Regions from separate parts of the Sus scrofa genome. Here regions 1 and 2 are each linked to region 3. The links are chromatin contacts, called in public Hi-C and promoter capture Hi-C maps. All regions are on one chromosome and are shown on one strand. The core of a region is the stretch at or near the end of the contact, and the rest is flanking DNA. Distances in the headings are between cores, read along the strand shown. Region 1 holds the start of GXYLT1 (glucoside xylosyltransferase 1). Region 2 overlaps GXYLT1 (glucoside xylosyltransferase 1). Region 3 holds the start of ZCRB1 (zinc finger CCHC-type and RNA-binding motif-containing protein 1).

The links. Promoter capture Hi-C pulls out the DNA fragments that hold promoters and counts their contacts. Hi-C and Micro-C count contacts between places; a contact is called where the count stands out from the background.
Region 1: a contact with region 3 is called in a promoter capture Hi-C map of liver, with 4 times the contacts expected there. The contact joins the promoter of GXYLT1 here to the promoter of ZCRB1 in region 3. A contact is called at or near these places in 2 of 5 promoter capture datasets (fetal liver and liver), 21 of 47 Hi-C or Micro-C datasets (brain, embryonic fibroblasts, epiblast stem cells and 10 more) and 2 of 2 datasets of contacts at active chromatin or transcription factors (alveolar macrophages and skeletal muscle).
Region 2: a contact with region 3 is called in a Hi-C map of embryonic fibroblasts, with 2.2 times the contacts expected there. The contact joins the enhancer-like site here to the promoter of ZCRB1 in region 3. A contact is called at or near these places in 1 of 5 promoter capture datasets (liver), 13 of 47 Hi-C or Micro-C datasets (alveolar macrophages, blood, embryonic fibroblasts and 8 more) and 2 of 2 datasets of contacts at active chromatin or transcription factors (alveolar macrophages and skeletal muscle).

Annotation. Positions count from the first base shown.
Region 1 is chr5:73,406,110-73,409,979 of Sscrofa11.1, reverse strand. GXYLT1 (glucoside xylosyltransferase 1) reads left to right here and starts at 1,670. Exons shown (of 10, transcript XR_002344161.1): 1 at 1,670-1,972.
Region 2 is chr5:73,343,000-73,346,966 of Sscrofa11.1, reverse strand. The region is part of intron 7 of GXYLT1 (glucoside xylosyltransferase 1); the gene reads left to right. Among named protein-coding and RNA genes, the nearest start is that of GXYLT1, 63 kb to the left of the region's middle. Within about 2 kb of position 2,531, at least 18 of the 83 cell types and tissues checked have an H3K27ac peak or open chromatin away from gene starts, as enhancers often do. A contact at or near this core is called in embryonic fibroblasts and omental adipose tissue, where this site is marked.
Region 3 is chr5:73,554,779-73,559,121 of Sscrofa11.1, reverse strand. ZCRB1 (zinc finger CCHC-type and RNA-binding motif-containing protein 1) reads left to right here and starts at 2,882. Exons shown (of 8, transcript XM_021092556.1): 1 at 2,882-3,068; 2 at 4,314-4,343. The coding sequence starts at 4,316. It overlaps PPHLN1 (periphilin-1), which reads right to left and starts at 2,917. Exons shown (of 8, transcript XM_013997950.2): 1 at 2,767-2,917.

The DNA.
Region 1 (3,870 bases), core at 421-2,920, 150 kb after region 3:
CAGTATTTATTATTTGCAGTGATTGGTTAAAATTCTAAAATTAAAATTTTATTTTTTTGTGGCTTAAACTTCAAACATTGGATATTTTATTCAGCTGCTCTTCTTTTTAATATTCTTTCTTCTATGTTTCAGGTGTACAGCATTATAATCCAACATCTATCTGCTGCAAAGTAATCACCACCTGAGTCTAGTTATCATTCATCCCCATACAGTTGACCCCCTTCACCCATTTGCCCATCCCTCCCCTAGAATTTTCTTGAATGAAAGAGAATCAGTTCATGGTTACCTCATATCAATTTGGGGGAACTATTTAAGTTCTGCTTATGATTTTCAGATGCATAAGCAAGAAGTTACCCAGGTCAAGTTGACCTTGCTTATCCTGTAAAATAAGCTCAATTGCTTTGCTTGTTTTGGTTTTGTCTGCTCAGGGAATTAAGTCTGGTCTCTGTATTTGGTTTTAACTTATATGAAATGTCTGTTGACCAAGACCACAGATAGAACTGATACCTCCTTTGTGTGTGTGCCCACACCTTTACAGGCTTATAGCCTAAAGTCTTTATGGTTGCATTGAACTTATTTACAAGTATCCACTGTCCCACCCCATGCCCCTTCTAGACGTCTTTGTACCCAAAGGAACTGAGTGATGCTCCATAAATGCTCAATAAATGGAGTGGAAATACGGCTGAGAAAGAGGGAAAAGAAAAGGAAAGCTAAAGACAAAGCTCTTTAGGGAGAGTATTAATTGTTTTGGATATGCAAATAATGAGTCATAAGGATGATCCAAAAGGGAGGACCTCATGGATGGGTGGCAGGATACGCATCCTCAACATCATGACGTAATTAGATGTTGGGTGACAACGCTTGTGGAGGATGGAGCTTAAAAAATGGCTTAATGCAGAGTTCGCATCGTGGCTCAGCGGTTAGGGAACCCAACTAGCATCCCTGAGGACGCGTGTACGATCCCTGGCATCACTCAGTGGGCTGAGGATCCAGTGATGCCCTGAGCTGTGGTGCAGGTTGCAGAGGCGGCTCGGATCCAGCGTTGCTGTGGCTGCGGCGCGGGCCGGCAGCAGTACCTCCGATTGGACCCCCTAGCCTGGGAACCTCCAAATGACGTAGGCATAGCCCCCAAAAGACCAAAAAAACAAAAAACTTAATGACGAGCCTTCTCAGTCCAAGGTGTTTATCATGCGTTAAGCACTTTAATCTTTAAAACCACCCTAAGATGAGGATATCCTCTCCATTTTAGAGACGATCAAACATGCTCGGAAAATTGAGGTTGCTCAACATCCCAAGCTACCATGTGGAAGAACCATAATTAGAATTTGGGTCAGCTGCTTCCAACGCTCTGCTAGTTTCGCTGCACCTCTCCTCCACAGTTGGGAGCCGCAAGGTTCCGCGGACTCGCCCGCCGGGAGGGTTGCACTACCCCGGGACCCTGCGCGAGCCGCAACCCTCGCGCCCCAAGCCACCCGGCGCCCCCAGCCCTCCGCTTTCAGTGCGCCGGCGCGTCTGGCCGCCCGCCCTCTGGGGAGGGGCCCGGGGCGGAGGCAGTATCGGGGCTCCGGGGCGGGGTGTTAGCGCGCTCGCTAAGGTGGTGGGCGGGGAGGGAAGAAGGAAGGGGGAGGGCGCGAGGCCGCAGCGGAGGAGGAACTGTTGCGCCCGCGGCTGCGCGGTGCTGCTCCCTCCGCTCCAGTTCGCCCGAGCGGGCGCGGCGGCGACGGCGGAGGTGGCGGCGCGGGCCCGACGGGATGCGGCGCTACCTGCGCCTCGTGGTACTGTGCCTGGCCTGCGGCTTCTGCTCGCTCCTCTACGCCTTCAGCCAGCTCGCCGTGTCCCTGGAGGAAGGTGCGGGCGGCGGTGGCGGGAAGCCGCAGGCCGCAGCGGCTTCCTGGCTCGGGGGCGGCGGGCGCGGCGCCGCAAGAGGGGCGGGCAGCGCGGGCCAGGCGGCGCATCCCGGCCGGTCGGACAGGTACGAGCGGTTCCCTGTCGGGGGGCTGGGGCGAGGGGCGCCGAGTCGCGGGTCTCGATTTGGCCGGGGCTGCACGAGGGGCCGTCCCGCGCCTCCCGCCACCGGGCCCGCGTCTCCCGCTTCTTTGCTGCCGACTCTGACCCCCTTTGCTCGTTTCCCTCCTTCCCCTCACCCTGGGGGTGAGCCTGGCGCTACTCCAGCCTGAAAGCACCCACGCTTTTTGTGTTTGTCTTCTTACCCATTGGTTATGCACTATTCAAAGCAGTTAGAAATTAATTTTCAACTTTTAAATGATAGTTGCATCTCCCCCCCACCTTCTTAGGAGTCATTGAAAATTAGAGGGTCCTACAAAAGCCTCTTGCTGTTTGGCTAGTGGGAATTCCCTCTTGTTTCCATGGCGTTCAAGTTGAGATATTTAAACATCGGGCTGACTCCCTAGTTCAGTTTCCACCCCCTCCTGAATGGGACGTCTCATTTTCTTGTTAACGCTTACATTTTTCATTAGCCGGTTAGTTAAATCTGGACAGAGCATTTTATAAGGATTGTGAATTTTTCTTTAGGAAACAATCGGTCTATTGTGAAACTTATAGCGAGTTAAGAAAAATAAGCGATACTTAAGCTCACGTCCTTTGTGAGTTGGGATAGAGGTGGCTTTCTTTAAGAATCGGAGTTTAAAAAGCAGCATAGTGACTTAAGTGGATTTACGCAAATCACTGCCAGCGTTGAAATCAACGTGAGATTTAAGCGAAAAAAAGAATGCAGCGCATTACGAATGCTTAACCAAATCTGAGCGTTTCCACTTCCTTGAAAAAGAGGCGCCTCTCTTACTCGGGAGAGCTCCCTTAACAAGAGGCAAAAGCTGCTTTGATATTGGAGAGTATCGGGTTGGTTGGAGGAGTGCAGGTCAGCTGTAGGCTGTTTAACATTCTTCTGAGAGTTGATGGTCATTCCCAAAATGAAAGGGGACGTTTGAACAGAGGAGCAGAGCCCATGGAAAAGCTGGATTGTCATGATTTCACCCAGGGGTTTGATTACAGTCAGGACTTTGTTCATAAAAGCAGAACTACTTCCAGAGCCAGGTTTGTGAACGCTCAGTTATCTGTCCTGGGAGAGGCAATAACTGAAGATCTGGATAAACTCATGAAAAGCTGGTCATGGTCTATTACGCTGGAGTGAAGCATTTAAAGTTATGGGGAAGGAACTATTTTTGCATTGGGTAGAATTATAAGGAAGCAACATTTTAATCAAAACATTGAGTGAAATTGGACTCATTTCGACTTGATAGGGTAACATTCACTTTTAGTGCCTGCCTTAGATACTTATATATTATTTTGTGACTAATTTTTATAAGCTATATGTGCCTGGCCAGCTAATTTTAACAAAGTTGCATTATTTAAAATTCAGGAAATAAACACCTCAGTTTTAATAAATATTTTGTAGCGCCATTTCTGGAATCTTAAGTTTGATGTCTCAGAGTCCAGTCAGCCAGAAAGCTGTTTTTCTTCTGAGCAGCATAACTCCTCGTTTTAAATGAGGCCAGCATTTAAGCTAAAATTGAAGGTGTATCATTCTTTACAAAATATATGCATGTATAAGGAGAAGTTTGGGCAGAGGAGCAACCTGGAAAGGCTGAACTGTCATGTTTTTACCCTATGAATTCATTGAAGTCGGCAGAATTCCTAAGACATCAGGACTCTTTTCATTTTAGATATTATCATTTTTAACCTCTTTTTAGATTTCTCATAGAGTTTAGTCAACTTTTTTGGCCACCATGGGGTATGGATGGAGTAGGTATTCTTAGCCTCTTTTCCTGTGTGTAAATCATTGACCAAGGTGCAGAGGGCATCATAACTGGACCAGGTTAAAACCATGTATCCTTTGATTGCTCTGCAGGTGCT
Region 2 (3,967 bases), core at 1,282-3,781, 210 kb after region 3:
AGATTTAGAGGATTTTTAAAAATTGTTGTTGCAGCATTATCTATTGTAACAAAAGGCTAACCATTACTAACAGGTAGATTAGATAAATTATAGTACCCTGGAGTTCCTGTTGTAGCTCAGTGGAAACGAATCTCACTAGCATCTACGAGGACACAGGTTTGATCCCTGACCTTGCTCAGTGGGTTAAGGATCCAGCGTTGCTGTGAGCTATGGTGTAGGTTGCAGATACGGCTCAGATCCTACATTGCTGTGACTGCAGTGTAGGCCAGCAGCTGCAGCTCCAATTCAATCCCTACCGTGGGAATCTTGGCAATGGGAACTTCCATATGTCACTATGCAGACACAAAAAGAAAAAAAAGTTTGCAAATACAAATTGTGTGAATACGAGCCATTACTCTATATCTGAAGAAGGTGGAAAAAAAAAAGTAATTTTTTTGTCTTTTTGATGATAACCCTTCCAACAGGTGTGAGGTGATAGCTCATTGTGGTTTTGATTTGCATTTCCCTGATATTTAGTGATGTTTAGTCTTTTGATCTTGAGTTGTATGAGTTATTTGTATATTTTGGATATTGACCCCTTACTGAATATATCATCTGAAAATATTTTTTCCCACCTCATGGTGGCTTTTTCATTCTGTTGGTGGTTTCTGTCACTGTGCTAAAGCTTTTCAGTTTGCTGTAGTCCCATCTGTTTATTTTTGCTTTTGTTTTCCTTTGCTTGAGGAATGCATTCATTACCTCATGCCACTTCCTTTGTTTCACATCCCTCTACCCTTCTCCCCCTGAGAGAGGATAGGGATCGAACCCGTATCCTCATGGACACTATGTTGGGTTCTTAACCTGCTGGGCCACAACAGGAACTCATTTGCAATTTTAACCAATGAAGTTTCTCTCATTTTCCTTAACACTTGAGTGGGACCATTGTGAAGTGGTTAAAAGTATAACTTCTAGAACCAATTTTCTTGAGTTCAAAGCCTGGCTCTGCTACTTACTGCTGTGTGACTTTGGGTAAGTTACTTAACCTTCTCACGCTTCAGTTTACTCCTCTGTAAAATGGGGGTAATATTGGTACCTAACTCAGAGGGGCGCTGTGAACATTAAATAAAGAAATATACATAAATCACTTGGAACAGTTCCTGGGACGTGGTAAATACTAAATGTATTAGTTATTATTATAGTTAAGTTTAAATACCATGAATCGTTGGGTAGCAGTGCAGCATGTGTTCATATGTTTTTGGAAAATACATTGATGGTGTTATTTGGATCTCAAGCAAGGGAGTAAGGTGGTCTGTTCATTATGGCTTCTGGAGGAGAGTCTATGGCTCTGAATAGAAGGATTTATCTGGTCTGTGTTAGTCAATAAAAAGTAGCTGAAAGTCACCTTTAGAACTTCTCTTAAAAGTAACTAATCTTTTGATACCAAGGGGCCTTGAATCAATGGTTGCAGATCAATATTTTCTATATACAATTATTGTTTCCTTTCACCTTACACACTATGGGCTGAAACTCAGCACACGGTAGACTGAGAAAATCAATGGGGTACATTTGTGGTTTAGAGAACACTGGATAGGAGACATATGTCCTTTTGGAAAACACATACAAAGGAAATTATATAAGCACTTTCTCAGAGGAATCCTAGAGTAATTACTAGATGAATTTGTGATCCACCAGCTTTCTCCTCAATTACACCCAGGGAGCACATCAATTCATTTACCTTACAGTAAACAGGCTACCCCAAGCATCCAAATAAAGACACCGAGATGGTCCGTTAGAGTAATTGGCTCAGGTGGGACCAAACTCAGAATTTACATTTCGGGCCCATTTGGCCTTGATTTTCAGGGACAATGACTCCTTACTGCTTTGAAAGGAACCTTATTTTCAGCAGCCTCAAGGAAACACGTCTGAATGGTTTTGAGCTTTCTGTGGTAGTGAAACCGGATGAGTTACCGTCAAAAGCTAATTCATACTGTGAATTAAGTCTCTTTAACAACACACACGGCCTCTGAGGGAATTAAAAAAGGTGCCGTGGTTTTAATATCAGGACTTTAGGACAGTTGGTTGGCTCTTGCACTGGGAATCGGTGCTGCACCAGCTTTCAGGAAACAAACACATTTTTGCGGTTTGGATGGGAAGTGGAATTTAGAGCTGTGCTTTCTGAATCCCTGCATGCTATTTACAGGATGGAGTCAGTGGTAGGATAGATAAGCTGTGAGGTTTTTTCCCAACTTGATGACTACTTCTTTCAAACAGGCAAAAGCCTGTGAGAAAGAAGTATTTTTTTCATTTTCTTCATGTACTACAATATTCACGATAGGTTGCTTATATTATTCTCAAATTAGATTCACCCAATTAACATAGAAAACATATCCTTCATTGTGTTGGTAAGCTGGAACCACATTTCTCAAAACCTCCTTCCCTGTATGGTGGGAGTTGGACAAGAGAGAAACTTGCATTGAGATCTTGGAAGTGGAAGCGAAAGCCGTGATTCACGGCAAGTCAGGGCGGCCTCACGTGTGGCAGGTGTCTCTAGAGCTCCCTCTGCTGGTTGTGATGACCACAAGCGACAGTTTCTCAGGCTTCCCTGTGTGTGTTCTGGCTGCTTCTCCTCCACGGCTTTAGTTCAAGTCAAGGTTGTTAGTTTTCCTTCTTTGTCAGCTGCAGGCTTTACTTCCTATGTTAAACTCCTTATTTCTTACAACTTGCAGTGGCTCTGTCCTCTGATCAAATCCAGACTGATAAATCCTACTTGGATCTGTATGGAGTCACTTCAAACATCTTAGCTAACTTCTTGGGACTAATTAAAAAAGCAGTGAAGCCCCCGAAGGGCTTTTAAAATTTTTCTTTAATGTTGCTCCCTGAAATTCTGAAATGGGTCAAGGAAGAGTATTAATTAAGTAACCTGAAGGCTACATACACAATAAATTCTGGTAGAGGTAGAGGTCTCAGTTTTAACCTGGATCTCTACTTTAGAATTTCTAAAAGTTTTTACGTTAAAAAAAATTACAGTTGATTTATAATGTGCCAATTTCACAGCAAGGTGATTCAGTCAAATATATATATATATATATATATATATATGTATATATGTATATTCTTTTTTAAAAGGTTATTTTCCATCGTGGTATTGGAGATTGGATATAGTTCCCTGTGCTCTACAGTATGACCTTTTTTATCCATTCTAAGTGTAATAGTTTGCATCTACTAACCTCAAACTCCTAGTCCACCCCACTGCCTCCCCTATTCTAAAAGGGGATCTTTTTACATGCTGCAGTTTTCTAAAGACTCAATGCTCATGAATACATAAAAACTTTGCAGCATACCCACATACACAATATTTAAAAAATACAAAGAAATCCGCAGACCAAACAAACTCAAAGTAGCAGCTTATTTTATGAACATCTAGTCTCTTATCAGATCCCAAACAAAAGGAAATGATACGAGTCCAATCATAATACATATTACATTTTATTGACCTATAGTTGATTTACAGTGTGTTAATTTCTACTGTACAGCAAAGTGATTTAGTTATACATGTCTATTTTTTTCAGATTCTTTTCCTTTATAGGTTATTACAAAATATTGAATGTAGTTTCCTGTGCTATAGAGTAGGTCCTTATTGTTTATCCATCCTATGTACATTAGTTTACATCTGCTAATCCCAAAATTCCAATCCTTTCCTCCCTCAACTCCTTCCCCTTGGCAACCACAAATTTGTTTTCTATGTCTATATTTTTGTTTTGTAGCTGTGTTCATTTGTATCATAGTTTAGATTCCACATACTCGTGATGTCATGTGGTATTTGTCTTTCTCTTTCTGACTTTGCTTAGTATAATAATCTCTAGGTCCATCTATGTTGTTGCAAATGGCATTATTTCTTTCTTTTTTATGGCTGAGTAATATTCCATTGTATTTATATACCACATCTTCTTTATCTCTTCCTTTGTCAATGAACATTTAGGTTGTTTCC
Region 3 (4,343 bases), core at 1,633-4,132:
AGAGGAAAGGAGATCATTGGCTGTTTCATAATGAGCAATTTAACTTAACTCAGTACTGTTAAAGCACAGTCTTCTCTACTAAGTTACATGGCTTCCTACATTACCTGGTTTCTCACTGCTTTAAGGAAACGTCTTTTAGAAGCCCCACTGTACTGTATTAAATACCTAGTAGTAGATTTCCTTTTTACAGCCACACCTGCGGCATATGGAGTTCCCAGGCTAGGGGTCGAACCTGAGCCGCATCTGCAACCTACGCCACAGCTTGCAGCAATACCAGATCCTCAATCCACTGAGTGAGGCCAGGGAATGAACCCACATACCCACAGACACTATGTCGGGTTCTTAACCCACTGAACCACAACAGGAACTCGAGTAGGAGACTCTTGATTGTTCAATAAGTGATCAAGTAACAGAAAGTACTGAAAGAGACAAAAATACTGGATGTTGACTATGTATAATATTTCCAAATCTAAATCTCTTTTCACCTCTGGATGGAGGTTACAGTCAACTAGTCAGCCACCTTCTAGTCTTTTACTCTCCGTTTCACCCTTTTTTAAAAAAGGATACTCAATTAATTTTGCTAATATGTCAGTCAGATCTGGTTTCCCTGATCAAGAACCCAAACAGTTTCTTATTAATTAACTGTAACAAATCCAAACTTCTCTGCCCTTCCTATGTGCCCTCTATCATCTCACCTAGCCTCCTGTTCTCTCCCAAAGAATCATTCATGCTGTGTCTCTTCTCTGTCCCATAAAGTAACAAACACTACTCTGGAGTTGTCTGACTTATTTCCCAAGCTGGAATACCTCTTTCCATTGTCTCAATTTTTGAACATCCATCTAGGCCCAGTTCAAAATCTATTATTCTCCACAAAGCCCATTTCTGAAACTTATAACAGATTCTAAACCAGTGAATAAGAAGTCACAACTTGTGTTTGGCCCAAGGTTTTTTTCTTAATAAAACTTTATTCCATTGACCATACTTTAAAACTGGGAGATAACACTTTAAGAAACTGTATTTCCAATTTTCCTTGAAAAAACTGGATGCTCCAGTAACACTGGGACCACACAATCAATTACACAGCCACAACCAGTTGTACCTGAATAGCAGCTGACGCCTTTTGAAAGATTTTTACATTTTAAAGTCCAGAGATGATACATCAACAGCCTAACTTCTGAGACTGTACCTGCAGCAACTGTAATAATTAAGAAATACTGGACTGCCTATTAGGCCCTGGAATTACAAAAGTAAACAAGACAGATATGGTCCCTTCTGAACAATCTAGCTCAGAAGCAAAAGAGATAAGCAATCGAGATATATCTGGTAAGTGCTACTATGAGGGAAGCAGAAGGCACTTAGCACTTGGTAAGAGTACCTAACTCTAAGAGAAGTCAGAGAAAGTGACTAAACTGAGATCTTTAGCAGGTGTACGAATTATCCAGAAAGAGGTAGGGTAGGGATCCGGAAAAATCAAATGCCACAGAGAAAAAAGAACTTTTGCAAAGACCCTCAGGGAAGAAAAAACTATTGAGAAAGTGATATGAGTTCAGTACCGCTAGAGACTTCGCCCAGCCTTAAATGCAGGTGTCAGAGAATGGGCTCAATTGAAAAGGCTAGAGGGAAAAAATAAGTGTCAGGAGAAGGAAGAAAATTCCATAAACAGGTGTAACATGTAAAAGAGTTTGTTAAGCAGAGAAGAAAGGTTTCAGAGGGCACAGATGTTTTGTCGAGGGGTGAAATGTGGAAGAAAAGGAGAAAGAAGCAGTGATAGCCTAAATCAAGGGAGAGGGAGCACAAAGCAGCACGGGGATGAGGATGTAGCAAAGAAGACCAAAGGGGCTTACATCTTGGGCGGTAACCAAGGATAACAGGGATGTGAAGCATAGTAGTTTTGGTGGGCCACAAGTTTGCCAAGAGAATTAGTCCCAGCGGTCCCCTGGTGGACGCGGAGGCATTCGGGCCTCTCAAAATCCTGCAGCGCCCTGGCTGGATTGCACTTCCGTCTCTCTAGAAGACATCAGCTTCGGTCTGGATTGACTGTGCAGGCTCCAGGAGAGGCTCTGAGTTCCAGGCTGCTGGCACGCAGGCTCCCGGGGAGTGGTTAGAGGCCTGGTCTGTGTGTGCTGGTGGGTAGAAGTTAAGTATAAACTACCTTGCATTATTTTCTGATTTTTCTGTAGGAAAGATGGGCCTGTTTACAGCCACTTAAGAGAAAAAGCAGTGTGTGCCCATTATAGATTTATAGGAGGAAAAAAAGTGCTAAGAAGTTTAACATTTGTCCATACCAATACTCAAGATGAGTCATTCTGTGAATCGGAGTCTCCCCCAAGTTGACCTTGTCTCCTCAACAAGACTGATATCCTGCAGCAAAAGGCCTCTTTTACACTTTTCTGTAGCTCCTTAAGTGCCTACAACCGAACTGGGTACGTCGAACACACTCAGTAAATTTACTGACTTCCTAACTGATCTCGAGTCATTGAACTCACCTAGATCAGTCCTCTTTTTACATATTATGGTGCTATACAGAAGCGAACCTATACCACAGACTCAACACTTTCTTTATTCCAAACTCCCACTAGTCTCTCCACCCTCAACCGCAGGGGCAGAACTGTTTGTTGCACGATTCAAATGCAGCGGGAGACTCCAGGTCCCGCCGCGGAAACGCCCACCCGCCCGCTCATTCCTTAGAGTTGTACCGGCCAACGACCCTGTACCGGCCCACGCGCCTGTCCCTGCCCACCTCTCAGAATGATAAAATCCGCTCACCGACTCTGAGCCTCCGGGAGACCCCGTAAATACAATCGTCCGCTCGTCGCCGCGCTCCCAGGCAGCACTTCCGGCGCGCATAAAGACGTCAGCAAAAGCACCCGCCCCTAGGCCCGCCTCCAGAGCGTGGGTCAAAGGGGAGCCGGGAAGAGGCGCTACTGCTGCTACTTTCTCATCTACGGAACCTGACCCCTCCCGGGACCCGTGATGCCAAGGCAGCTGCGAGGGGCAACGAACTGTCGGGCTTGAGCCCCAGCTGAGGCTCGCGCTTTTCGGGTCTCCTGGGCCCGCCCCACCTGAAGGTAAGCTCCTCCCCGGCTGCGGCCTTTCTCCCTACGGGCTCCTCCCCAGACCCAGCCGCCGGAATCACTTGTCCCTCTCTCCCTACACCTTTTTTTAATTACAGGACCTTTACCTTTGCCTGCCTTCCCCGTTCTAACCAGAACGGCTAACGTGCGAGGAGTTTCAGTTGGAAGCTTTTAAAAAGCGACCTATCGATGCTGAGTTCCTGAAGTTGTCTAAGTCCGGCGTGCCAAGCGAGCATCAGCGCGTTTTCCCATTACATCATTTTAGAATATTTTGTCGTTTGTGATCTTAAATACCCACCACACACGTTTTTAAAATCGAAAATTTGAGTTTGACTGAGTCCGATGTAATTCTCACAGATTATTACTGACTTTGTAATATATAGCATAGAAATGTATTACAGATTATATTTGTACACTTAAAATACATATACAAATCAATACCCTTCAGGGCACTGAAAACTATTCATATAATGTATCATTTCAAATTAGCAATAATGTGAAAATTAGTGATTTGAAAGTTTCTTTACATCATCGAAAGATGAGGCTAAAATTTCCTGGTAACACAACTCCAGAGAAAAATATTATGACAACCAAAAAGGTACCCAGCCAAATTAGCAAAAATCAATGGCTAAGGTTCCTTCTGAGCTCCTAGACACTTTCTAGCTGCTTAGGCAAGGTAATAAGCATATCTGAAAGCACTTTCTTGCTTTTAGCCTGAGGGGAGCTTAAGAGTGTCCTCAGTGTTTTTCCTTCATCTGTTAGAAACTCACCTCTCCATTCACACCATATTCATCACTGAAAGGATTAGTGTAATGAATCTACTAGGAAGAAGGACCAGGAGTTTCTTGTGACTTAGGGGTAATAAACCCAACTAGTGTCCATGAGGATGTGGGTTCGATCCTGGCCTCACTCAGCGGTTAAGGATCTGGCAATGCTGTGGCTGTGGTGTAGGCCAGCAGCTGCAGCTCCAATTCCACCCCAGCCTGAGAACTTCCATATGCCACAGGTGTGGCCATAAAAAAATAAATACAAGTAAGTAAATAAAAAGAAGGACCAGAAAACTCTAAGTAGTGTCTGGAGAAAAGAAGTTCCTTAATTCACCCAGCTGGAGTCATTGCTCCTAAGTATTACTAAGAAGTTAGGAAAGTATGTAAATTTAACATTTGCCAATAATATTGATTTTACTTGGAATGAAGAATACTTGGTTTTGATTGCTTTTGGGTTTGTTTGTTTTTTTAGAAATGAGTGGTGGATTAGCCCCAAGTAAAA